Linked DNA regions of Mus musculus: all the other regions are linked to region 4. A link is a contact called in public HiChIP or PLAC-seq data. All regions are on one chromosome and are shown on one strand. Each heading gives the region's core, a stretch centred on a gene start, on an enhancer-like site or on the middle of the called end of the contact. The rest is flanking DNA. Distances are from core to core; before and after follow the strand shown. Region 1 overlaps Ptprn2 (protein tyrosine phosphatase, receptor type, N polypeptide 2). Region 2 overlaps Ptprn2 (protein tyrosine phosphatase, receptor type, N polypeptide 2). Region 3 overlaps Gm5441 (predicted gene 5441). Region 4 overlaps Ptprn2 (protein tyrosine phosphatase, receptor type, N polypeptide 2).

Evidence for each region. HiChIP or PLAC-seq counts read pairs in DNA pulled down with a chosen protein or histone mark.
Region 1: a contact with region 4 is called in an H3K4me3 HiChIP or PLAC-seq map of embryonic basal ganglia, with 5 times the contacts expected there. The contact joins two enhancer-like sites. A contact is called at or near these places in 3 of 39 promoter capture datasets (embryonic stem cells, hippocampal neurons and stem cell-derived epiblast-like cells) and 5 of 115 datasets of contacts at active chromatin or transcription factors (embryonic basal ganglia, embryonic stem cells and neural progenitor cells).
Region 2: a contact with region 4 is called in an H3K4me3 HiChIP or PLAC-seq map of embryonic basal ganglia, with 4 times the contacts expected there. The contact joins two enhancer-like sites. A contact is called at or near these places in 2 of 484 Hi-C or Micro-C datasets (cerebral cortex and embryonic stem cells), 2 of 115 datasets of contacts at active chromatin or transcription factors (embryonic basal ganglia and embryonic forebrain) and 1 of 9 other capture datasets (embryonic stem cells).
Region 3: an H3K4me3 HiChIP or PLAC-seq map of embryonic basal ganglia shows a contact between it and region 4, with 8 times the contacts expected there. The contact joins two enhancer-like sites. A contact is called at or near these places in 1 of 39 promoter capture datasets (hippocampal neurons), 3 of 15 datasets of contacts at CTCF or cohesin (large pre-B cells, pro-B cells and stem cell-derived epiblast-like cells), 20 of 484 Hi-C or Micro-C datasets (B cells, the N1E-115 cell line, cardiomyocytes and 12 more) and 4 of 115 datasets of contacts at active chromatin or transcription factors (astrocytes, embryonic basal ganglia and embryonic stem cells).

The regions. Positions count from the first base shown.
Region 1 is chr12:117,255,990-117,259,035 of GRCm38.p6, forward strand. The region is part of intron 21 of Ptprn2 (protein tyrosine phosphatase, receptor type, N polypeptide 2); the gene reads left to right. All of the region lies in intron 2 of Gm5441 (predicted gene 5441), which reads right to left. Among named protein-coding and RNA genes, the nearest start is that of Mir153, 6.7 kb to the left of the region's middle. Within about 2 kb of position 1,587, at least 71 of the 459 cell types and tissues checked have an H3K27ac peak or open chromatin away from gene starts, as enhancers often do. A contact at or near this core is called in embryonic basal ganglia, where this site is marked.
Region 2 is chr12:117,195,011-117,198,240 of GRCm38.p6, forward strand. The region is part of intron 14 of Ptprn2 (protein tyrosine phosphatase, receptor type, N polypeptide 2); the gene reads left to right. Among named protein-coding and RNA genes, the nearest start is that of Gm10421, 45 kb to the left of the region's middle. Within about 2 kb of position 1,876, at least 79 of the 459 cell types and tissues checked have an H3K27ac peak or open chromatin away from gene starts, as enhancers often do. A contact at or near this core is called in embryonic basal ganglia, where this site is marked.
Region 3 is chr12:117,313,953-117,317,073 of GRCm38.p6, forward strand. All of the region lies in intron 1 of Gm5441 (predicted gene 5441), which reads right to left. Among named protein-coding and RNA genes, the nearest start is that of Gm5441, 21 kb to the right of the region's middle. Within about 2 kb of position 1,274, at least 8 of the 459 cell types and tissues checked have an H3K27ac peak or open chromatin away from gene starts, as enhancers often do. A contact at or near this core is called in embryonic basal ganglia, where this site is marked.
Region 4 is chr12:116,647,172-116,650,052 of GRCm38.p6, forward strand. The region is part of intron 2 of Ptprn2 (protein tyrosine phosphatase, receptor type, N polypeptide 2); the gene reads left to right. Among named protein-coding and RNA genes, the nearest start is that of Gm31336, 110 kb to the right of the region's middle. Within about 2 kb of position 1,575, at least 10 of the 459 cell types and tissues checked have an H3K27ac peak or open chromatin away from gene starts, as enhancers often do. A contact at or near this core is called in embryonic basal ganglia, where this site is marked.

The sequences.
Region 1 (3,046 bases), core at 337-2,836, 610 kb after region 4:
GAACAGGTTCTAATACACTAGTGTGTGTGTGTGTGTGTGTGTGTGTGTGTGTGTGTGTGTGTGTGTCCCAGCCTCACACAGGCTAAGTAAGCCCTGTGCTTCTGAGCCACACCCTGACCCCTCACAAGTCCTCTTAACACCCTCCTTAAGACTCAAAATGGGTTGCAGGCCTAGGATATGGGTCCTAGGACTAGACTAGAACCTGTCCCTCAAGAGGACTTCAGGCATTCCTGGGCTGGGTTTTGAACATTCCAACCCGATACTTGGCCCACAATAAGACTTTCTATATCTATAATGACTAAGCAGTTGTCTTGTGGAATTCAGACCATTGAGGGAAAGGAAGCCAGGGATAAAGTTAAAGGAGCAGGCTCCATCACTCCTGGGGACCTGCACCCTGAGAACCCCAGGCAGAGATGCTGGGAAGGCCCAGCTCCTGCCCGCCTGCCTTCACCTTGTCCCTCCTGACTGATTCATTCTATAGGTCTACGAAGCACAGATCTGAGTAACTCAGTTACAGTCTTGCTCATCTGTGAACCCTTGAGCCTGCTAAGCTGCCCTGGAGTCACTTGAGCCACTCCCCACCCCCCACCCCCCAGGCTCTGGCTTCCCCTGCTGCTCTCTGAGCCCCCCCCCCCCCCCCCCCCCCCCCCGCTAAGCTACTTGCAGGAATATGCAAAGACAAAAGCCAAGCACAAAGCAAAGGCCCTGTTGCTTGCTCACAGCTTTTAGGGATGTTGTTTGGCAGAGCGTCTTAACACAACCTTAGCATTTTTCTTACAAACTTCTTTCTCCTTATCTATGAATGCTGCTCTGGCTCCTTGGAAACATCTTTTCTCTTTGCGAACGTGCAGTCGCTGATGCCTGGTGCGGGGGGTAGCAATCAACAGGACTCACGTACTTTTTCTCTTATCGCCCATCCTGTATTTGCTCTCATGAACATAATATTTTCCTTTTGTTACACCAAAATCCCCTCAGAATGATACAGACAATTTTAGCTAGATGTTTTCTTTCATGGCTATGCTTGCAGGGTGCTATAAAAAGCTCTTTGGCAAACATTTCATACAGAAAGATGGCAAACAGCAGGGTGAGCTCTTAAGGTACCAGCCAGCGTTGGGCCTTAGTGGGGAACACTGGGTTGGCGTGATCTGGCATGGAGTTTTAGTGACTCCATTCACCTCCTAGAGAAAGAAGCAAGGGCAGTCAGTTGGTCAGGCCCAGGGGGTGGGCTAACTGTCATCCGTAGGCCCAGGCCTGCCATTTGCTAGGTCCATTCTACCATGTAATATCAGATTCCATTTAAAGTGCGGGCTCTGTGCTCACAATGCAAGATCATCCATGTGGAACTGGTCGGAGCCAGCAGGCTCCCTGTTCTCTAGGATCCATCACCAAAACTGACCTGCTCCCCTTCCCCAGGGGTCTGCAGTGTGAAATCCCCTGACCTGGGGCCCGGCTGGGGTCTCGAGAGAGATCAAAGGGCAGGCGGCTCCTCGCAGACTGAGGTGGGCCTTTCCCAGGCCGCCACCCCTAGAGGCCGCTGGGGTTTTGTCCTGGGCGGCTGGGGTGCCTTTGTCTGGCCTGAGAAGCTGGAGGCCCATGTTGCCAACCCAGCGTTCATCAAATGATCAGAGGCCCAAAGACCTGGACTGTAGCCTTTCTTCCCAGTTCCCTTTCTTAAAATAAATGAATTGCAGGACCAGCAAAAAAAAAAAAAAAAAAAAAAAAAAGCCTTTGCAAAGCTGGCCTGTGCAGCGGCGGCGCTGTCCTCAGAGTCCTCCGCCCTGTGCGCCCAGCTGCACCCAGCGGCTCTCATTCACGCAGCCTTTCAGGGATTAAGGTCCTCAGGCCTAGCACAAGGGCTAGAAGAATAGAGCTGGAATAATTTAAGTTCTTTCCGCGCTGTCTGGTTTGTTAGCAAGTAGACAATGATGCACTTGGAAATCAAAGTAAATGGACCCCCGCGCTGGAAGGGCCAAGCTGCACATAGGTAATAGGGTCTGGAGATCACAGATGTATGTTGTTGGGTGCAGCAAATGCATCTTCTACTGGGAAGAGATGCATGGGCCTCTCCCGCTGAAGTGTTTGGCTCTCACCGGGCCCCGCGTGCGTGTGTTTCCACCCGTGCTGCTGCTGCTGCCTAAGTTCCTTGTGCTTTCTGCGTTTCTGTTCAGCCTTAGCATCCCCTTACTCGGGGCTTCTTCCTATTTCCTTATGAAGTTGGAAAGGCCCAAGCTTCCATGGCTGAGTCACCACAGCACCCGGACCCATAGAGCTCTGGCATTAAGGATCACTCAGGCAGGGCCAACACAGGCACACAGTGCAGGACTGCAGGGCTTTGGCAACATTCCTAGAAGGAGTTTGGAAGAGGAAAGGGTCCCTTGGCCTCCACACAAGGCACAGACCTGCTTTGAATAGAGACCATCAGCCAGATCTCCCTGAGCCGTGGCCCTGCAGCTCTAGTACAGAGCAAGGCAGGTGCTTCTGGACAGGGTGGAAACTGTACCTTCCAGCGTGGTTCTCCGACCTCCATGTCCTGCACAAGCGTGCATCAGAATAGGCTTACACTAGCACACACTGCTGGGCTGTGAGGTCAGCCAGTGTGGATGGGATAACTGGCTATGCGGCACCAGGCTCCTCCTCAACAACCATCTCTCCACCCATTGTCACGACCTCCAGGGTGCCCTCTTTTATAAGATGTGCAATTTGTGACTGGCCTGAGTATCTCATGCCTGGGGAAGCCTACTCTCTTCACCCTTATACACCTGGCTGACTTCCCCTTAGCACAGTGTTTTTATGTTCCCCTTCAACAGACTAACCTAAATCAGTTACAGAGCAGGCCACGTTTGGCTCATCTATTGACAGGCACTGGTCAGTTTGTAACGTGCACAATCTGCTGGAATCCCTGTTTGGAACTGTTTTGAGTATGTATCTAGGAGTGGGATGGCTGAGTCAGGGGCCACCATGGCTGTCCCACCCTACAGCACAGGGTTCCATTCTGCCCACACATGCTGTGTGCCATTGCTCTGCTGGGTTCTATTTTTCTAATGTA
Region 2 (3,230 bases), core at 626-3,125, 550 kb after region 4:
TTGCCATGTTCAGACTAACAGCTCCTTAGAGTGGGCTTGGACCTCAGGATTTGTGTGTGTGTGTGTGTGTGTGTGTGTGTGTGTGTGTGTGCTAAAGTAAACACTTAGTGAGGGTTAGTGTGTGTGTTTGTCAGACACAGCAGACTGCCATGAAACCAGGGCCATTTTCTCATTGGTGTTCACCTCTGAGCTTCCCAGATGCGTCAGATGTGGTTGATTTGAACCTTAATTGTAGATAAGGCTCTTGGTTTAAATGTCTCAGAACATCGCCGTTTCCATAGGAACAGACATGCTGTGCACCTCTTCACGGATCATGCAGGCTTCACAGGGTTCTAGCTTATAGGGAGTCCCTTCCCTGCCTCCTGTGGGGCTTTGTTTTGCTTTGTTTTGTTGGTGGTGGTGGTGCTGCTGATGGTGGTGGCGGTTTTTCTATATAGAGAGACCCTAGTTTTAGATGGAGAAAATTACGTTGGCCTGCCCCTCTCTCAAGGATTTGCATGGGACTTCTCTTCGTGTTGTATTCCTGGACATAGCCCTTAGTTCTGTAAATGGATGGCTACCATCTTTCCGATGTCTGTTGTAGAGGAAGACACTTGAGGCTTTCTTTTTTTTATGTTACTAGAAATGCTATGTACAGATAAAGCACAGGGTGCAGTGAAGTGCTGTTCTGCATGGAATCTCATATCCTACTGACCGATGCATCTAAATACCACCCTCATTCTCTGTGCTCAGAAGACAGTCACCTTATGTCCTCAAAGAAGCCAGGCAGGCAGCACAGGTGACATGGCACAAGCCTTTAATTCCCACACTCCAGAGACATAGGCATGAATATCTATATGAGCTCAAGGCTAGCCTGCTCTACATAGAGAATCCAGGCCAGCCAAGGCTGCATATAAGATCTTGTATTTAAAAAAAAAAAAAAAGAAGGAGGAGGAGGAGGAGGAAGAGGAGGAGGAGGAAAAGGAGGAGGAGGAGGAAGAGGAGGAGGAGGAAGGAAGGAAGAAGGAAGGAGGAAGGAGGAGGAGGAAAGGAAGAGCAACAGTTCAGGCAGTGAGCTGTGGAGCTCAGGCAATGAGCACAGGAGGAAATTGCACCTGTACATAGCAGTAGCCTGGGAGATACCCAGGTGGTGTAAGCAGGCAGCCACTGGCAGTCACTCTTTCTTCACCTGTCAAGCCTGGTAAATATATGGCTTGTGACTTGGGCACTTCGCAATATGACTGGCATTGAGCTAGGAAAAGATTAAGAATATGTGATGGTCTTCACTCTAAATTTCACCGTAAAATGTGGACATTCATGCTGTCAGATACTCTATTGGCCCTCACTCAGGTACCTTGTCTGGAATAACCGGATGAGACTGTGTAAGGTGGGGGCCTTCTGGGTTGCATGCTAACTTTTGACTTCATCAACATTTTAGCCATTTTGCTTTTCTAGAAAGATCTGGGGAGGTGGAGAAGAAAGCTAGACCCTGGGGCTCATGTCTTCTGCCTGCTGGAGAATTGAGCACAGGGTTTGGGTTTTGTGTAATGTTGTCTTACTGGTTCCGAGTCGGTTTCTTTGGCTGTGTGTCATTTCTCACAAGCATATAGCCTGTTAGCTTTAGGAAGATAAAAAAAAAAATCAAAGCTCTCTGCTTGCAGTGGACACGCTCAAAATCTCTGCAAATATTCTCTAATGTGTTAGAAAACCCAGTATCCTAACGTTTCATGAGACAAAGCCCCCGCCTGTGTCACTGTCCTAGGTAACCTTGCAGCACTTGCTGGAATTCTTTATTCTTCCTAAAAACTTCATCAGAAAATCGTAATGACTACATCACTGGCACAGAATATAAAAGGCTGCTGCTAAGAAAAGCCCGCTGCTTTGTAACCGCAAGGCTGCTGTGCGTTGCTAAGCAACCATCCCTCCTCTTCCTGCTTCCCAAAGGTTTCCCTGCTCTAACCACTGTCGTCATCCACCGGGCGAAATGTCTCCACTGGGCCTTCTTGTGCTGGGTTGGGGAATAGGAAGGAAAGCTTTGGGTCTTTGAGAACGACAGCTCCTGGTGTTGTGACTTGGAAGCAGCGTTTGGATTTTGTAGACCATCCCATTGGTGTGAGGTGGATGGAGAGCTGGTTTAAACAGATGAATTTTCTGTAACTCTGCATTCAGAAGTATTCCACAGCAGGGGTCTAGGAGGAGGCTCTTAAAGGCACCATTGCCTGACTCTCCAAATGTGGTCGTGGGTGGCAGGCACCACGGTGGTACTCTACAGGGCCCCAGCATGGAGGGAGCAGTGGGTATTGTTTGCTGTGGAAACTGTTTTTTTTTTTTTCCCAGAGAATCTGTTTCCCTGCTAAAAGGGTGGGCTTGGTTATCAGAAGTGCACTTCATGAGTGCTTTTTAAACCCCTTATCCCCTGCCTTTCCCCTTAACCCTTTGGAATACAGCGTTGGTTTACTAATAGAATTTTTAAAAAGATCTCATAGGTTAAAGTACATTCTTTATGTCAAAGGGATATGGTGACAACTGGAATCAAATGGCTACTTTCTAATTTAGTAAGGAACATTCCCCCATCTGTGGTAATACAAATACATGGTAAAATAAAGATTTGCCATGAACCTTTTCATACGTCCTTGTGTGCTATAAAGAGCAAACAAAACCAGCTTTATCCAGCTTGCCTTTTGTAGTTGTCTTCTGAGTTTAGACTTTGCCAAAGCCTGAGAAGGTGGTATCTTTCTCCATAAAGGGTAGTATTGGTGTCTGCTAATCCATCTGCGGTCAAACTTTGATTATCCAAACAGAATGAGCGGATTTGATCGTTCTAAGAGAGGTTTGGGGGATAAGAAAAGAGTGTGGGTCTGTGCAGATGGGCTGAGCTTTCCCTTTTTGTCTTCCTCGTAATTTCTTCTAAAATTCTCCGTGTTTTCAATGTGTGGAGATAACTACATCTTTGGAGCAGCGCAGTAGCTTAGTGGTAATTATTTATTTGACAAATGGCTATTTCAGGACTTTCAAAAAGCAGAAGTCAGTAGAAATATAAAATTGGATTAAAATTCCTTTAGACTTGTTTTTAACCAGAGTAGCTGCAGACTAGCATTAAATGCTACCACTCTGTCAACTGGATTGTTTCTTGTTTTTTTGTTTTTTTTTCCTTTTAAATTGTCTGTATACCAAAATTACAAGGAGAGAAACATACAAAGGATATTTGGTGAAGGCAGGCGGTCTGGGTAAATAGCGTTCCTTTCATTAGC
Region 3 (3,121 bases), core at 24-2,523, 670 kb after region 4:
CAACAGCCACTCTTGCATCTGGAGGCTTGGCCCTTCCCAGAGTGCTTAGGGGTCAGGAAGCACATGGAGAAGACAGTGTGTTATGCAGCACCAAGGCTGGGATTCCACAGAGAGTAAAAGAAAAGAGGGAACCAGAAAGGAAAAGAGCTGTGGACTCAGGCTGCTCCTGTCGTCAAAGCCAACATCCTGGACTGGAAGACTCCCTTGTAGTGTGAGAGTTATGCCAATGTTATGAGCATCTCATCTCCCTAAAGACCTGTTCCTACTGGGTTCAGGATTTAGGAAAATAAATCATCATATTACATATTATTGTCTTGTCCAGTTACTGCCACAGCTTTGTCACAGGGTGATTTTACAGATGGGGCCAAGGCAGAATGCAGCTGGGCTGGAAAACAGATAGACTTCCTGCCTGGAAGGGAAGCAGAGTATCCTGTGGCCACAGTACTCATGCACCCATTGGAATCTGTGATGGTTAATTTTGATTATCAGCCAGACAGAATCATCTAGACCAAAAACCTTTGGACATGTCTGGGGGGGTAGAGGTCCTACATTGGGTCAGGGGTAGGAAGACTCAACCTGAATGGGGGCAGCACCAACTTGTGGACTGGGGTCCCAGACTGAATAAAAAGCAAGCTGAGTACCAGCATCCATCGCTCTTTGCTTCCTGGCTGTGGAAGTCATGTGACCAGCCAGATGCCTCACACTTCTACCAACATGCCCCTCCTGCCATGCTGGCTACACCCTCAAATGATAAGCCAAATGAACCTCGCCTTCCTTAGTTGCTTTGTCAAGCATTTTGTCCCAACTACAAGGAAAGCAAACAATACAGAAGCTGATCTTGGTAGACCTTGTAGGGCGATGAGTCCCCCCATTGCACCCCTCATTGCATCCAAGTGCATGTGCCTGAGAATTATGAGGCTACAGTTGGTTGGGAGTCCTCCCTGGTCTGGGTTTGCCCATGCACTACCCAGTGACTGTCCACTATTGAACTCTGTTCTGCATAGTCAGAAGTGGCCGGGACACATGGTTTCCTGAGGAATAAAGCTGTACCCATCAGTAGACATTGCCACACACACAGTTATCACAGACGCACCCTCCTGGTTGCTCAGACTCAGTGGTATTCCTGGACAGCCTCCACCAGAAGACAGCCTGCCTGCTGCAGACAAGCACAATACACTCCAAGCCCCTTCCCCCAACCCAGCATGGTGTAACATTCACCTCCTAATTGGCAGCCTGACAGGAATTCATCCTTCCACTGAGACCATTGAGTGGAGGCTTGAAGGGCCAGATCTCACATGGCCACAGCTGAGAACCACTGGGGCTTGCCCTGGGCCTGCTCAGTATTCATGAAATAACACAGTTCCTCACGGCTCCTTGGAGGCTCTGAAAGCAAAAGGACTTTGTCCTTGGATTTAAAGTGAGCAGGGAAGTCCTGGGTACAATACAGGGCTGTGAGGTAGCTTCAGCTAAGGCACTTCGGGAGGAGGAAGAGGGGATGCAATGAGGAGTAATCCAGCTTCCTCCTCATCCCCAGTGGGGAATGTCAGGTGAGTGCAGGTAGTGTGTGAAGCTGCAGCTCTACCCACACCAGACATCCCCCACAAGCTTTCTCCCTGCTAAGACTCTGGCTCCTGGTTAACATTATGGATCTGGGGGTTTCTGGGGATACTACAGAGATTCCATTTTCCTATCTCATGGTTGGTGCCTCAGAAGGGTGAGAAGAGAGGAAAGGGGCAGACTGCTAGTCATGTGGGAAATGGCAGAAAAGGGAGACCCTGCAGAGGAATCCCCATGGTCAGAGACAGAACCACTCTTCAGAATGAGCTTGCTGTGAAGAAGCTACTGTGCTCTGCAGAGGAAGGAGCCCCGTGGCACTTATACAGTCCTACTGCGCCTAGGCCCCTCAAGTCAAACTGGGAAGTCACTCCTTTCTTAGAGACAGCCAATGACAAGAAAGCCTGGAACAGCAGGCACAGGAGGTGGAATTGGCTGCTGAGGACAGACACCAACAACGTCACTAGCCTCATGTCAGCTCAGGCACAGCACCCAACACAGACCCTGGAAAAGGAATTTCTCCTGCCACAGCAGACTAAACTGGAACATGGAATAGGAGACCAATGTGGTCTTGCCACATGGTCCTGAGATTGACTCACAGTGTCACCCTTGTGGCCAAAGACCTGAGCTCCTGTTGATCATGACATCACGACATCACCAGGGTAAACAATGCTGTCATATCTACAAGGAGATGGAAGTATTGACCCAGAGGCCTTTGCACACTCATGCACAGATGTAAGCATGGGAATGTCCACACAGACACACACGTGATGTGCGCAGACACAGAAGATTTGTAGCAGGATTGGAAGGGAAGGGTACACTAAGTCACCCTATCCTCACTTGGGTGCCTGCTGGGATGAACACCAGGGTACACAACTGGACTGCTTAGAGACAGGTATAGAAAAAATACCAAGCAGACAGAATGAGAGAAGGCAGACCTATGAAGAAATCAGGGTGTGTGTGTGTGTGTGGGGGGGGGGGGTTGTTCAACAAAGGCACAAGGAAAGAATTAAAGAAATCCCCACTTTCTCCATCCCACCCCCCAAAACTCCATTCTGCCCCTAATAAGACTCCTTCCCTCTTCTCTATCCTTAACTACAAAAACCCCAGCACTCAGAAGCTGAGGCAGGCAGATCTCTAAGTTCAAGGACAACCTGGTCTACAGAATGGGTTCCAGGACAGCCAGGACTACACTGAGAAACTCTGTCTTGAAACAAACAAACAAAAAATTAAAAATGTAAGATTTTACTACAGGAAACAAATATTAAAACAGATTAAAATAAAAACCATGGGGTAAAGCCAGGCATGGTGGCACATGCCTTTAATCCCAGCACGTAGGAGGCAGAGGCAGGCAGACTAAACATGGGGTAGGGCAGTATTTGCAATAAATGTTACAATACATGATTAATTAGATTGCAATCTAATAAAAAAGTTAAATATATTCATTTCTGTTTTTGTTTGCTTGTTTTCATTCTAGGGAACTTAAGGTCTCTGTCAGAACTTCATGAACGTACTACATTCATACATGCAAGTAAAGTACTCAAACACATAAAACAATGTTTGAGTA
Region 4 (2,881 bases), core at 325-2,824:
TCTGCAGCTTCATATTTTAGAAGATGCAGGGAGGATTGCAGACTAGGCTATGATGCCATCTGCATGGCTTAGGGCCCAGGACTTTGAAGACCAAATTTATCTTTGCCCACAGGACAATTTCCTATCTTGTTGGTGTTCCTGGGGGCCTTTGCATATAGTCTGAAGACCTCCAGCTCATCATTGCCCCAGCCAGAGGCCAAGCATTCTCTCTATCAGGGCCCTTTGCAGACTAGACACTGTCCTATGTGAACGATATTTACTCCCATCTTGTAGCTGAGGGAAGTAGAGTCATTTGCCTCTGGTCTCAGGCTCCCATCTGATGACTGTCTGCAGAAAAAAAGAAAAAGAAAAAAAGACAGAACAAAACAAAAACAAACAAAAAAAACCCAAAAACCCAAGCCATGGTATAATTCTAGAACTAAAGTCTCAAACCAGGCTCCCTTTTTCTGCATCTGTTCTGCAACTGTGTGGCTGCTTTGTGAGCAGGGGTTGGGGGGTTCCAAAGGTGTGTGAATAAGCAGAGCAGGACACAAATTTTGGATAGTTGTTGGCACTACGAGTAGATAAGTAGCTACCCAGGAGTGTGACTGGATGAAGAGACCCTCGAAGGCTGCTCTAAATCTGTGTCCACCTGGCTGGGGAAGAGTTGTCCGGGAGAATTTTCTCCTTGGGGACCTAGAGGTCACTAGGCAGCATTCCTCTTCTATGGTCACAAGGACAAACCAAAGCTCAGTTCCACTGAAGCCCCACCCCTCCCAGTTCCCACCTGAAGTAACTGATGAGTTCATTGGGCTTACTCACAAGCATGGGCGTATGACAGGACCCTAGTGTGTTCCAGGGTAAGCTTCCCTTCTCTCCATGAAACACACCACAAGTCTCAGATGTGGGGGTTCTCTTTGAGACTATTATTTATGATCTTAGTGTAGGGTATGCTGCTTTACTGTTGGAAAGGTATTCCCAAGTCTCACGAGTCTAAGTCTTCCCATGTACCTGCAAGCCACCCCATAACACAGCAGGCAGATCCTTCTGCCCAGTGGCAAAGGTGTGTGTGTGTGTGTGTGTGTGTGTGTGTGTGTGTGTGTTACTTGCCAGTTAGGAGCAGTGACCATGTCCTCATAGCTGTATGCTGTGTCCCTGTTAGGTATGACATTGAGACAGAAATTTCTATAGAGCCTAGGCACAGAGCAGCTGCATTCAGTGGCCTCAGTGACCTGAATAGGTAAGGTCTGGACTAAGCTATGGTTCACAGAGTTTCCTTTAACCCAGGCATCCTTTGTGGCCACTTGAGCCATTGCAGAGGGGCCTATCAGGCAGAGGGGCCTGCATTGCTGAGGTTGTTAGTTTAGGGTATGCATCTGGGAATCTTAGAGATATAGGATCTGGAGACCTGTGACATGGATCTAGGACTCTTGGGTAAATGGATACTGGAGGCAGTAGGGGGAACACACCAAGTTCTGGGGGATGGTGAAGTCCCTAGGATAGAGGTGATGTGACTACATTGAACTACTGTTCCTCAAAGAAGTCCCCAGTGTCTGCTCTGGTACTTGGCTAAATGGTGCCTAGTGTTTCTACCTAAGTCTCCCAGCAGGGGGCACAAGCACCATGAGTAAGAGACCATGTGGGATGAAATGAGATCAAGCAAGCAGCCAACATAAATAAATGCATCTGATATTGAGGGCTGCTGAAGCCCCAGCCTGACTGATCCTGGTTAGCGTCATTGCCCAAGGCATCAGGGAAACAAAAGAGACTTTTGTTTTACTCCACAGTGCCCCCTACCAGCCAACCAATCCAGTGTGTGGGGAATAAAGCTGGAGGTGAATCCCACAAAGACTAGACAGCACACAGTATCTTGGCAGGTATGCTGGTTGTGGTAGCATGGTGCTGCCGTGGGACTACCTTCCGATCTGTTGATGTCTTGAAGCTGGAAGGACTTGATGACATCATGCTAGTTCACTGGGATAGCCAGGTGTGGCCTGCTATGTGTTATGCTTCACTGTGTGAAATTAGACACTACAGGGTCGGGTGTATCCACTACACAGTACCACATATTAACTCCAAAGGTGTTGGCAGGCAGATTTACCAAAATCACAAATATGCATCACCTGTATAATAGTCAGAAGCTATGTTCCTGCAGGCTGTGGTACATAGTCTATGGAGCTTGAACTGGTTCCTTATGATCTAACTCTAGGATGCAATAGAAAACCAAACCATGCTTGGCTAGGTACTCCAAATCATATTGGGCAAAGCTGATCTTTATAAAAGGGCTCAGGTTGTACTCTTTGTAGGAATGAGACTACTATGTGCTGTTATATCTCTTGTGTGTGTGTGTGTGTGTGTGTGTGTGTGTGAGAGAGAGAGAGAGAGAGAGAGAGATGGAGAGGGAGAGAGAGAGAGAGAGAGAGAGAGAGAGAGAGAGAGAGAGAGAGGGAGACACACACACACACACACACACACACACACACACACACACACACACACACACTTGGAGTAGATACAAGGACAGCTTTCAGAAGTTGGTCTTTCCTCCTACCATGGGTTCTGAGGATCGAGTTCAGGTTGTCAAGTTTGTGTAGCAAGTATTTTTGCCCACTGAGCCATCTCTCTGACCCCTGATTGATTGATTGATTGATTGATTGATTTAATCTTGTATTGGAGAAGCCCGTTGGCTAGGGTGTTCCTGACTCCACATGCCACATATAAAGCAGTACAGGAAGAATTTGTAGCTATTCTAGGTGTCTGACCCCTTAGCCCCCAAGTCCTGCACTGCCCCCAAGGCCTATAATGTACGACTACATAGCAGCCCAAGACACTATCCCCAAAGGCCCCAAAGACCCCAAAGGCCTCAAAGGCCCTGGAAGAGGTTGCCTGATTATTTTTAAGT